Linked DNA regions of Gossypium arboreum: region 1 is linked to region 2. A link is a contact called in public Hi-C data. All regions are on one chromosome and are shown on one strand. The core of a region is the stretch at or near the end of the contact, and the rest is flanking DNA. Distances in the headings are between cores, read along the strand shown. Region 1 holds the start of LOC108452982 (probable acyl-activating enzyme 16, chloroplastic). Region 2 has its middle 45 kb from the start of LOC108451652.

What was found. Hi-C and Micro-C count contacts between places; a contact is called where the count stands out from the background.
Region 1: a contact with region 2 is called in a Hi-C map of leaf, with 1.9 times the contacts expected there. The contact joins the promoter of LOC108452982 here to the enhancer-like site in region 2. A contact is called at or near these places in 2 of 5 Hi-C or Micro-C datasets (both in leaf).

The regions. Positions count from the first base shown.
Region 1 is chr5:75,133,981-75,138,958 of ASM2569848v2, reverse strand. LOC108452982 (probable acyl-activating enzyme 16, chloroplastic) reads right to left here and starts at 2,795. Exons shown (of 18, transcript XM_053028020.1): 1 at 2,302-2,795. The coding sequence starts at 2,532.
Region 2 is chr5:74,977,622-74,982,328 of ASM2569848v2, reverse strand. No RefSeq gene overlaps it. Among protein-coding and RNA genes, the nearest start is that of LOC108451652, 45 kb to the right of the region's middle. Within about 2 kb of position 2,273, at least 2 of the 2 cell types and tissues checked have an H3K27ac peak or open chromatin away from gene starts, as enhancers often do. A contact at or near this core is called in leaf, where this site is marked.

The DNA of each region.
Region 1 (4,978 bases), core at 1,546-4,045, 160 kb before region 2:
ATTGCATGTGGTATCATTCTAAGAGTCAGGAATGTTCAAGTTCTAGTAAATGTAATTTAAAAATTATTAAAATATTAAAATATCTAATATTTTTAAAATTTTAGTAAATTTTTTATATTTTAATTTTTATAATTTTAATAATTTTAACATTTTTAAAGAATTTTAGTTTCTTTTCTAATGATGACATCGCTGTGACGACATTATATGACACGAGACAACATATGATTGGTTGGATACCTCATTCGTTAGTTTTTAACATCTAAAAGAGTAAACTGAAAACATTTGATAGTAGGCAAAAAAATTTTAAGAACTAAAATGGAAAAACATTATACTTTAATGACAAAAGTGCATATTAAGCCTAAAAATAAAATTAGATAATGGCAAATCTTTTCGCTTAAAATTTAAGGCTTATTTTAAACCTAAAAATAAAATTAGATAATTACAAATCTTTTAACTTAAAAGTTAAGGAAATAAGCCTTCAAATTTTTTCAAAAAAATCAATTAAATCTCTCTAACTTTGTGCACCAACTAAAGCTCAAGAACTCACAATTTTGACCAATAAGACCTTTTAACAAAAGTTGACAGTTAAAAACTAACGGTAACACTAACGTGACTATCCATAGATGCAACATCAATGTTGATGGCTGACATGGCAGTGACACATCAATAAAAATAAAAAGTTTCAAAAATATTAGAAAATATTTTTAAATTATTTTAAAAATAAGTGCACAAGGAATCCACATGCATAGCTGCCTTGCCCAGATACATTTAGAATAATAAAAAATTAAAAAATAAGAAAAAGTCATGAAATTAATTATAAATATTATTAGAAATTAATTAAAATTTATAAAATTTATAAAAAATAATTTATAAACAAACATCAACAACTTATATCATAAAATCAGTATCAACAACTTTTTGTTATATTTTTCCTCTCATTTTTTTTTAATTTGTGCAAGTTATATTAGTCTAATTATTTAATCAAATATGAGGAAGCATTTTTTATATAAAAATTATTTTTTATAAAATTTATGGTTTTAGATTAATGTCTAAGATTTTTATAATTTTTTATGATTTCTAATCAAATATTTTTATAAATTTTATGGTCATTAATTAATTTTTAATAATTTTATAAATTTTAATAATTTTAATAATTTTTTATAATTTTTATGTTCTTTATAATTCTAGAATGAATATGTATAAATGATTGTTCAAATTTTGTGGGAGAATGCCTCTATTCGCCCAAATAGTGAATCTTGTCCCGACGAGGAACAAAGACTCATCCCAACGATGCAATTGTCTTAACGTCCCGACGAGCAGAGAAGCAGAGTCACAACGACGCGACGTCCAGTCCAAGCTTTCGACTTTATTATTTTTAGTTAAACTTTGTTTCAGTTTCCCATTTAAACTCTGATTAATCTAGAGACATTCTAGTCATATTATACTATGAATTCTAAGTTATAAATAGGTCACAATTACTCTAGGTTAGACATACAACAAAATATTGAGATTGAGAGAATTTTGTTTTTGAAAGGTTTGTTCTTGTGGGTTTCAGATTTTCCTTTGATTCTGTCTCTTGTAGTCATTATTTATTGTAGTGGAATATTTTTTTACCCGTAATTTTTTATCCTTAATTGAGGAATTTTTCCAAGTAAATTTCCATATTGATCTTTTTTATTATTATTTTCTTCACTTTATTCATTACTTAGTCGGGTTTATCACTAACAAATTCAAATAAAAGACAACTATTTATCCATATCCAAGTTCAGTGACTAACTTATTTTTAAAATAGAATTTTCTTTATTTTTGCTGGTGTGGAATTTTTTAACTATCATGTTGACGTTGCTGTTTGTTTCTAACGGTCAACCTTCATCAAAGATCTCATTGATTAAAATTGTGGGTGTAAAAAATTAGAAAAGTATAATTGATTTTTTTTTTTTTAAAGTTTGATGGTCTATCTTCCTAATAAGCCAAAAATTAAAAACTTAACAGACCAAAACTAATAAATTTAGACCAAAACCGAGCCGAATGGTATAGTTGTAATGCTTTATCGGTCTTTTTCTGAGCCCTACCGTCCAACCAATTAACTCTACTACGAACTACTATTACTCATTACCAGACAAACAATATCGTCAATTCCAAAACTATTTGACTAAAATATATATAATACCAAAAATAAAATAAAGCCAACTTGCAGGAGAAGAACATTGAATGAACAGTTGAACACATCCAAAAACCCAACCCATCACAGATCCCCGATGATCCCATAAAAATAAAGTACAGAATTCCAAAGAAACTCACCTTGGAGTCACAGAAAACTCGAAATTTCGATCCTCGGGAGACCTTGAACTTGGCGCTGGAGAGCTGCTTGGTATCCAAAGTTTTGGAGCACCGCAATTTAGAACCCGAGAAAAGAAACTGAAAAGACCTCGATTTATCTAAACAAACCGGCGACAACATGATCGCCTTTCTATTTTCAGAAGAAGAACAGCAAGAAGGCGAAGAAGATATTTTGATCGGAGCCCCCAACATTTTTGAAAAAAGCGAAAGCAAAGGAAGTGAAGTGATGTGGCGGTGGTAGGTGAGAGGAGCAAGTGCAGGGGATCACGAAGTATCTTGAAGAAGAAACATTAACGTGATATATGGGAATGATAGGGAATTGAGACGATGCAAACAAATTAAAAATTATATACACGACAAAACGGCCCACTTACTTATACTACTGACACTGACATTTGCAGTTATAATATCAAGTATTTCACATTATTTTTATCTTTCAAACCCAGCTTGCTTGCCGGACATTATTATTAGTATTTGATTATTTAAGCAGTGCTTTTTTTTAGAGTGTTTTTAAGTTTAAAAATAATTTTAAAGTTATAAACAGCTGGTGAATTACTTTAAAATTATCGATTCTTCATAAAGGGATACAAAATTAAGGTTCAATAAAATTTAGCCAATCATCGAATTTTAAAAATATAAAATTATTATTATATATTTATTTATAGAGAAATTATTTTATACACATTATTCATAATTTTTTAATTATTTAATAATATTTATATAATTTTTTCTATTTGAACTCCAAACTAAAATCCTTAAATCTAGAATCTCGAACTCTAACATGAAAACATAGAATCTCAAACTCTAACCCCAAACCCTTGAACCTAAACTATAAATTCATAACCCCAAACCTTTAAACATTAGACTTAAATCTTAAACTCTAAACTCGAATCTTGAATCTTAAATCTCGAACCTAAACTCTAAACCTCAATGTTTTTGTAGTTAAATAAGCTCTTAACCTATGATTTTTACTCATAAAAGCCCTTTATTTTAATATTAAAGTAAATATATTTTAAATTTCAAGCTCTTATCTTAATTTTTTGTTTATGCAATAAAAATTTTATACACTTTAACATCAATATAAAATCTAAAAAGTAATCAAAATTTTAAAAGAGTAGTTAAAAATATCATGTATATAAGTGCTCTCAAAAATTTTTAAATTTTATCTTTTATTTAATAAACTATTCTCATCAAATTCACATCAAAATAAAATGCTAATTAGTTTATTTTTAAAAATAGCTTTACTTTGATATATTTACTTTAATATTAAAATCATAAGTTAAGGGTTTATTTAACTACAAAAATAGGTAAAGGGCTTGTTTAAACACAATGTAGTGAGTTAAAAGGGAATAAAAAGAAAATAATAAATAAGGAGGGCTTACAAGACAATTAACCACATTTAAGGTTTGGTGCCGCCACACTATTAGGCACCGCCCTTTCACTTTTTTTTTTTAGTAGCCACTTAAAATGGTAAATTTCATATCAAGTCCTTGAATACTTTAGATCATTACATTTCAGTCCAGTGCCGCTAATTTGACAGGCGGCACCAGTAAAACCATACTATTTTAGTAAATAATCTAATGGGCATGCCATTTCAGTTATTAATTTTATTTTTTTATTGCTTAAGTAAAAAAGCCAATAAACAACGGGTGAATTACTATGAAAATATTGATTTTTTATAAACGAAATAATTTAAATTAGAATAATTCTAAAAATTAAGGGTTTCAGGTATCAATAAAATTTAGTCAATCGTCAAATTTTAAAAATATGAAATTATTTTATACATACTTTCCATCATATTATTCATGATCTTTTTCAATTATTTAACAACATTTTAACAATTTTTTCTATCGAACCCCAAATCAAAATTATGAATCTAGAATCTTAAACCTTAAATCCAAAATATAGAACTTAAACTCATAACCCTGAACCGTTGAACTTTAAACCCGAATCTTAAACTTCAAACTCGTAACCTGTAATATTAAATCCTTAAACCCTAAATCGTAAACTCGTAACCTCAAACCTTTAAACATTAAACCTAAACCTTAAATCTCAAATCCAAACTTTGAACCTCGGGGTTTAGGGTTCAAGGTTCAAGGTTTAAGTTTCAAGGTTCGAGTCCAAGGTTCAAGGCTCAAGATTCATGGTAAAATAATTATCAAAATTATGTGTCAATGATATGAAAAAATTTCACAAAATTACTAATTTTGTTGCACAAAAATAAAAAATATTAACTTATGAAAAAACAAAATGATTAAAATTTGTAAAAGAAGAGAAGATGTTTGTTTATAATTTAAAAATTAATTATTTTAAGTAATTTAAACTAAAGTTAAATTAAGTTGGAGAAAATATTAGATATAGATGAGTATATAATAATACTTTGTTATCTTTAAAATTTAATGACGTGATACTATTTTATTGATACCTAAAAACTATGCATTTTAGGATACTAATATAATTTATTCCTTTTATAAAAATTATTAGATTAGATCGATTTTTTTGAAAATTAGTGAATTAAGCCGATTTTGAAGAGAGAGAAGGAAAAAAGCATCCAGCAAGACATGCTTTCCTACTCAGTCAGCAAAGTGCGTTAAACTGGACGCAACTACCTCGCAAATGCTACCCTCAGCGGCTAAAT
Region 2 (4,707 bases), core at 1,024-3,523:
AGTCTTTATTGTTGATAAGCCTCCAAACTTGACGACCCAAAAGTGCATAGTTAAACAGCCTCATATCTCGAAAGTCAATTCCCCCCATTCCCTTGGGGTGACACAGCTTCTTCCACGAGAGCATCGACCAGTATTTCCCTCTATCTTTTTCGGCCCACCAAACCCTGCTAATCTTCGTCTGTAACTCCTCGATCACTCCCTTAGGGGCCAAAAGAATAGACATTGCATATGTAGGGATAGATTGCAAAACCGTCTTTATAAACACCTCTTTACCTCAATAAGATAGTAACCTTTTAGTCCAACTATTGATCCTGCAAGAAAATCTATTAGTAACCTCAACAAAAGCTTCTTTTTTCTTTTTCCCAATAGGGATAGGTAAACCTAAATATTTATCAAGCTTCTCCACAATCTTCATGCCAAGAAGATCACCAAAATATCTTCTTTGGTCCCTCTGAGTATTAGGGCTGAACAAAACCATTGATTTGTCGTAATTTATTTTTTGACCTGAGGCAGACGCAAAATTTCTAAGAATATTAATAACACAATCAACATCATTCTTCTTATTACGCACAAAAAGAAGTGTATCATCAGCATAAAACAAATGATTAATTCTAGGACCATTTCTGCTTGCACGGACACCTCTAAGGATATTGTTATTTTGAGCTTGTAAAAGCATCCTAGAGAGTGCTTCCATGCAAAACAAGAAACGAAGAAAGAGGGTCCCCTTGACGGAGGCCCCTCTCAGGAATAATAGTCTCCGAAAGCAGGTTATTACTTTTAATCACATACTTAACAGACCGAACACACTCCATAATCTTTTCAATCTACTGTTTTTCGAAGCCCATTTTCCACATAATTGCCTCGATAAAATTCCATTCCACATGGTCGTATGCTTTACTCATGTCAAGTTTGATGACACAACCTTTACTCATGTCAAGCTTGATGACACAACCTTTATTAGGCCCGTTTCTAGAGCTTTGAAGATAGTGGAGGAGCTCATGCGCAATTAAAATATTGTTGTGTATCATTCTCCCAGGGACGAAAAGCGCTCTGGTTATGACTTATACAATCGGGAAGGATGACTTTCAGTCGGTTAGCCAACACTTTAGCAACGATCTTGTAGACAAACCTACACAAGCTTATAGGACGAAAATTTGTCATATCGCAAGGATCTTTAACCTTAGGAATTAAAATAATCATAGTATCGTTAACTAAAGAGATGTTCTCCTGCCCATTAAGAGCATCCAAGAAAAACCTTAAAGTATCTATACCAACTATATCCCAGTGCTGTTTGTAAAAACTTCCAGAGAGACCGTCAACACCAGGGGCTTTACTAGGATCCATTTGTTTGATGGCTTGAAGAACTTTAGTTTCTGTATACTCTCAATCACGCCAGTCCTGATGTTCCCTAGTAATGCATTCCCTAATGTAACCAACCACATACTGGTTACTATCATTGCCATTAGACCGGAAAAGATTCCAGAAATAGTTTTTAGTAATATTACAGATCTCCTTGCTATCCGTAACCCAATTTTCATGAGTATCTTTAAGCTTATCAATACTATTCTTTTTCATTCTGCTAGTGGCTCTTGCATGAAAATATTTGGTATTTCTGTCACCTACCTTAAGCCAACAGGACCTAGATCTTTGCTCCCAATATTTCTCCTCCCGAGCATAAAGATAATCCAACTTGCGGCGCGTTTTCTTCAACCTCTTGACACTATCACTCCTATTTGTCGTATCAATGATTTTGTTAATAGTCTCCTCAAGTCTGCTGATCTCTCTCTTCATTCTACTGTGTTTATCACACTGCCAAAGACCAAGGAGCTCACGAACCCTATTCAACTTATACCCGAAGTCCCCCACATTGGTATTCCAGGCATTTTTGATGATGTCTTTACTTCCATTATCAATAGCCTAACAATCCTCATAACGGAACCGAATCCTATTATCAATAGGACTATCTTTAGGTCTTCGACCATTCAAATCTAAAAAAATAGCATCATGATCTGATTGTGTTTGTCTCACCACACTAGACGCTATATACGGATATTTTTCTACCATAGGGACCATCGTGAGAAATCTATCAAGTCTCTCTTTAATCAAATTATCACCATCTCTATTATTAACCCAAGTGAACCAACCACGGTCTGGCTTCATATCATGAGGGCAAGATCGTCCAGCACATCACTAAAATCATTAATATACGCCCTCGCAATCCGACGCCCTCCCTCCTTTTCAGCATCATTCAACATTGCATTAAAGTCCCCGCCAACCACCCACTCCTCTCTAACAGTAGCTCCCACCCTACGAAGCATATCCCAAGAGCTGCTCCTTTCGTTAGGATTGAGGTGCCCATAAAAACCCGTAACCCGAATGTTGCTATTACCATCCATTTTAACCAGGGAGTCAATATGATGTTTGGAGTAATTTTGTATGGTGACAGCAATCTCATCCTTCCACATCATCGCAAGACCCCCCCCCCCCGGCGACCTTCAGCGTTAACAACAAGTCTATTCTGTAACCTGCATCTGATTTTAACCCTTTGAAATTCGGCAGCATTCATTTTAGTCTCACATAGGAAAATAATATCGGGGTTGTTGGCAACAATAAGTTGCTTTAGTTCCCAAATTGTCGCAGAAGACCCCAACCCACGACAATTCCACTTAAAAACTTCATTGATCCTGGCGGAGCTGTTCAACAGCCGCCGCCTTTGTTGGTGTCAAGCTATCCTGTAATTTCCTCCGAACCATTCTACCTGGACTTTTTTCGGTTAAATCTCCATTACTTTCTCTAACTCTCTTTCTTCTTATTTTCATTTTCCCCGACCCCTCTCAACGTATTTTCATGATCCATTTTTCACAATATGTGCTTGATTCTGACTCATCTTCCGAATTTTTGACACGTTCCATTTCCATTTGACCATTCGGCACATTTGTCCCTCTCCCACTTGATGACCTCCCAGATAACTCTTTTTCAAACTCTGTATAATCTTTAACTAATTCTATTCCATTCCTCAATAGCCCCCTATTTTGCTTTGTAACTCCTAGGGAAACTCTGAGCCAGTTCCCGTACTAAAATTTAGATCTGCGGATCTCGCTGTTTGCCTCCACCTCCACACATTTTTGAGTCGTATGACCGGTCAGTCCACATATGTAACAGAGTTTACGCAATCGCTCATATCGAATAGTACAGACTATTTCCATCCCTTCTTTATCTACATAATGAACAGCCCTTCTCAATGGCTTATGAATATTAATAATAATTCTAATACGCATATATTCTGCCCAACCGCCATTCCTATCTCTCCAATCTATAGCCAACACTTCCCTTATCGCGTTGCCTACTTCCATAGCCACTTTCCTATCCATTAACTCCAAAGGTATATTCGAAATACGGACCCTGAAAGGTGACAGGTAAAAATCATATTCCTCCATCTTTTTGTTTTTGACAAAGGGGACCATACTAAATAAACATTGGTCAAACAATCGAGGTAAAAGATTTAGTATTCTCTTCCTGTCTTCTTCATTATTGAATTTCACCAGAATAGCTCCTTCTTTAAGGGATACAAAGTTAACTTCCTCTTTTGTGAACCATAGAGACTTAAAGACACGATACATAGCCTCTCTATTAATCTTTTCTTCTGTCATCAGCTTTTCAATAGCCCAGTTTATACAACCGTTGGAGTTGCCCAAATCCTCCTTTGTATTAACAACCCTCATTCCCTCTTCTTCCGAGAATTTTAGTTTTGCCAACATCGAGCTTATATCTTCTTCCATGTTTACTACCAGAGACCATCTAAGAACCACCTGAATCTCCCGATTCCACCAGAAGAGACAAGATTGAAACCCAAACACCACTAGAAGAAACCCACCACCACCAAGGACTCCAAACCTACAGAAAAGCCACCAAAAAACAAAAACCAGGACACAGAAAAAGGAAACCACTAATCTAGAAAAAAAGACAAAGAAAGAAAAAAGCCTAAAATTCTAGCTAAAAGAGCGCAAAAGAAACCTAAAAACCAAGCCCAGTAATAAGCCAAAAACAACGAAAATGAACGAAAAGCAAAATAAAGATAATGACAAGGAAAAGATAAAAAACGAAAAGTTCCATAAAAGTTTTAGTAAAGAAAAAACAACATACTTCGAGAAACATACATGAAGAAACTTTCAAAGACATGCAACAAAACAAAGACTATCACGTAAAGTCATAAAGAAACAGCACACCCTAAGAAAAATATTAGCAACAAAAAGAAACACCAGAACCCACCACCTAGTGTCACGGACGTAGGATTCTTGCCTCATAATCCGTGCGGCCTTAGGCAGTTTCTTACCCTAAAAACGCCTAAGTCAGCCTAACTTCCACAAAAGAAGGATTCAACAGAATTCTTCCCAAAACACAACTCAAGCGAAAACAACTCAAAGCCAACAAGATGAAAGAAGAATGAGACAAGAACAAGCCAGGGAAAATAAGAACACAAGAGAGAGAAAAGTTTGAGTGAATGCTCTCAAGAATTCTTCTTGCTCCAAAACTCCAGTGCTTTACAATGAGGGAAGAGGCCTCTATTTATAGTTGAGCCTCTCCAAATCCAACGGTGCAAAATCAAGTACATCAACGGCTATAATTAAAGGGTATCTACAATCAAATCTCTAAGAATATAAAATCATATCTTCTAAGATTACATATCTTATCTAAGATATGTAATCT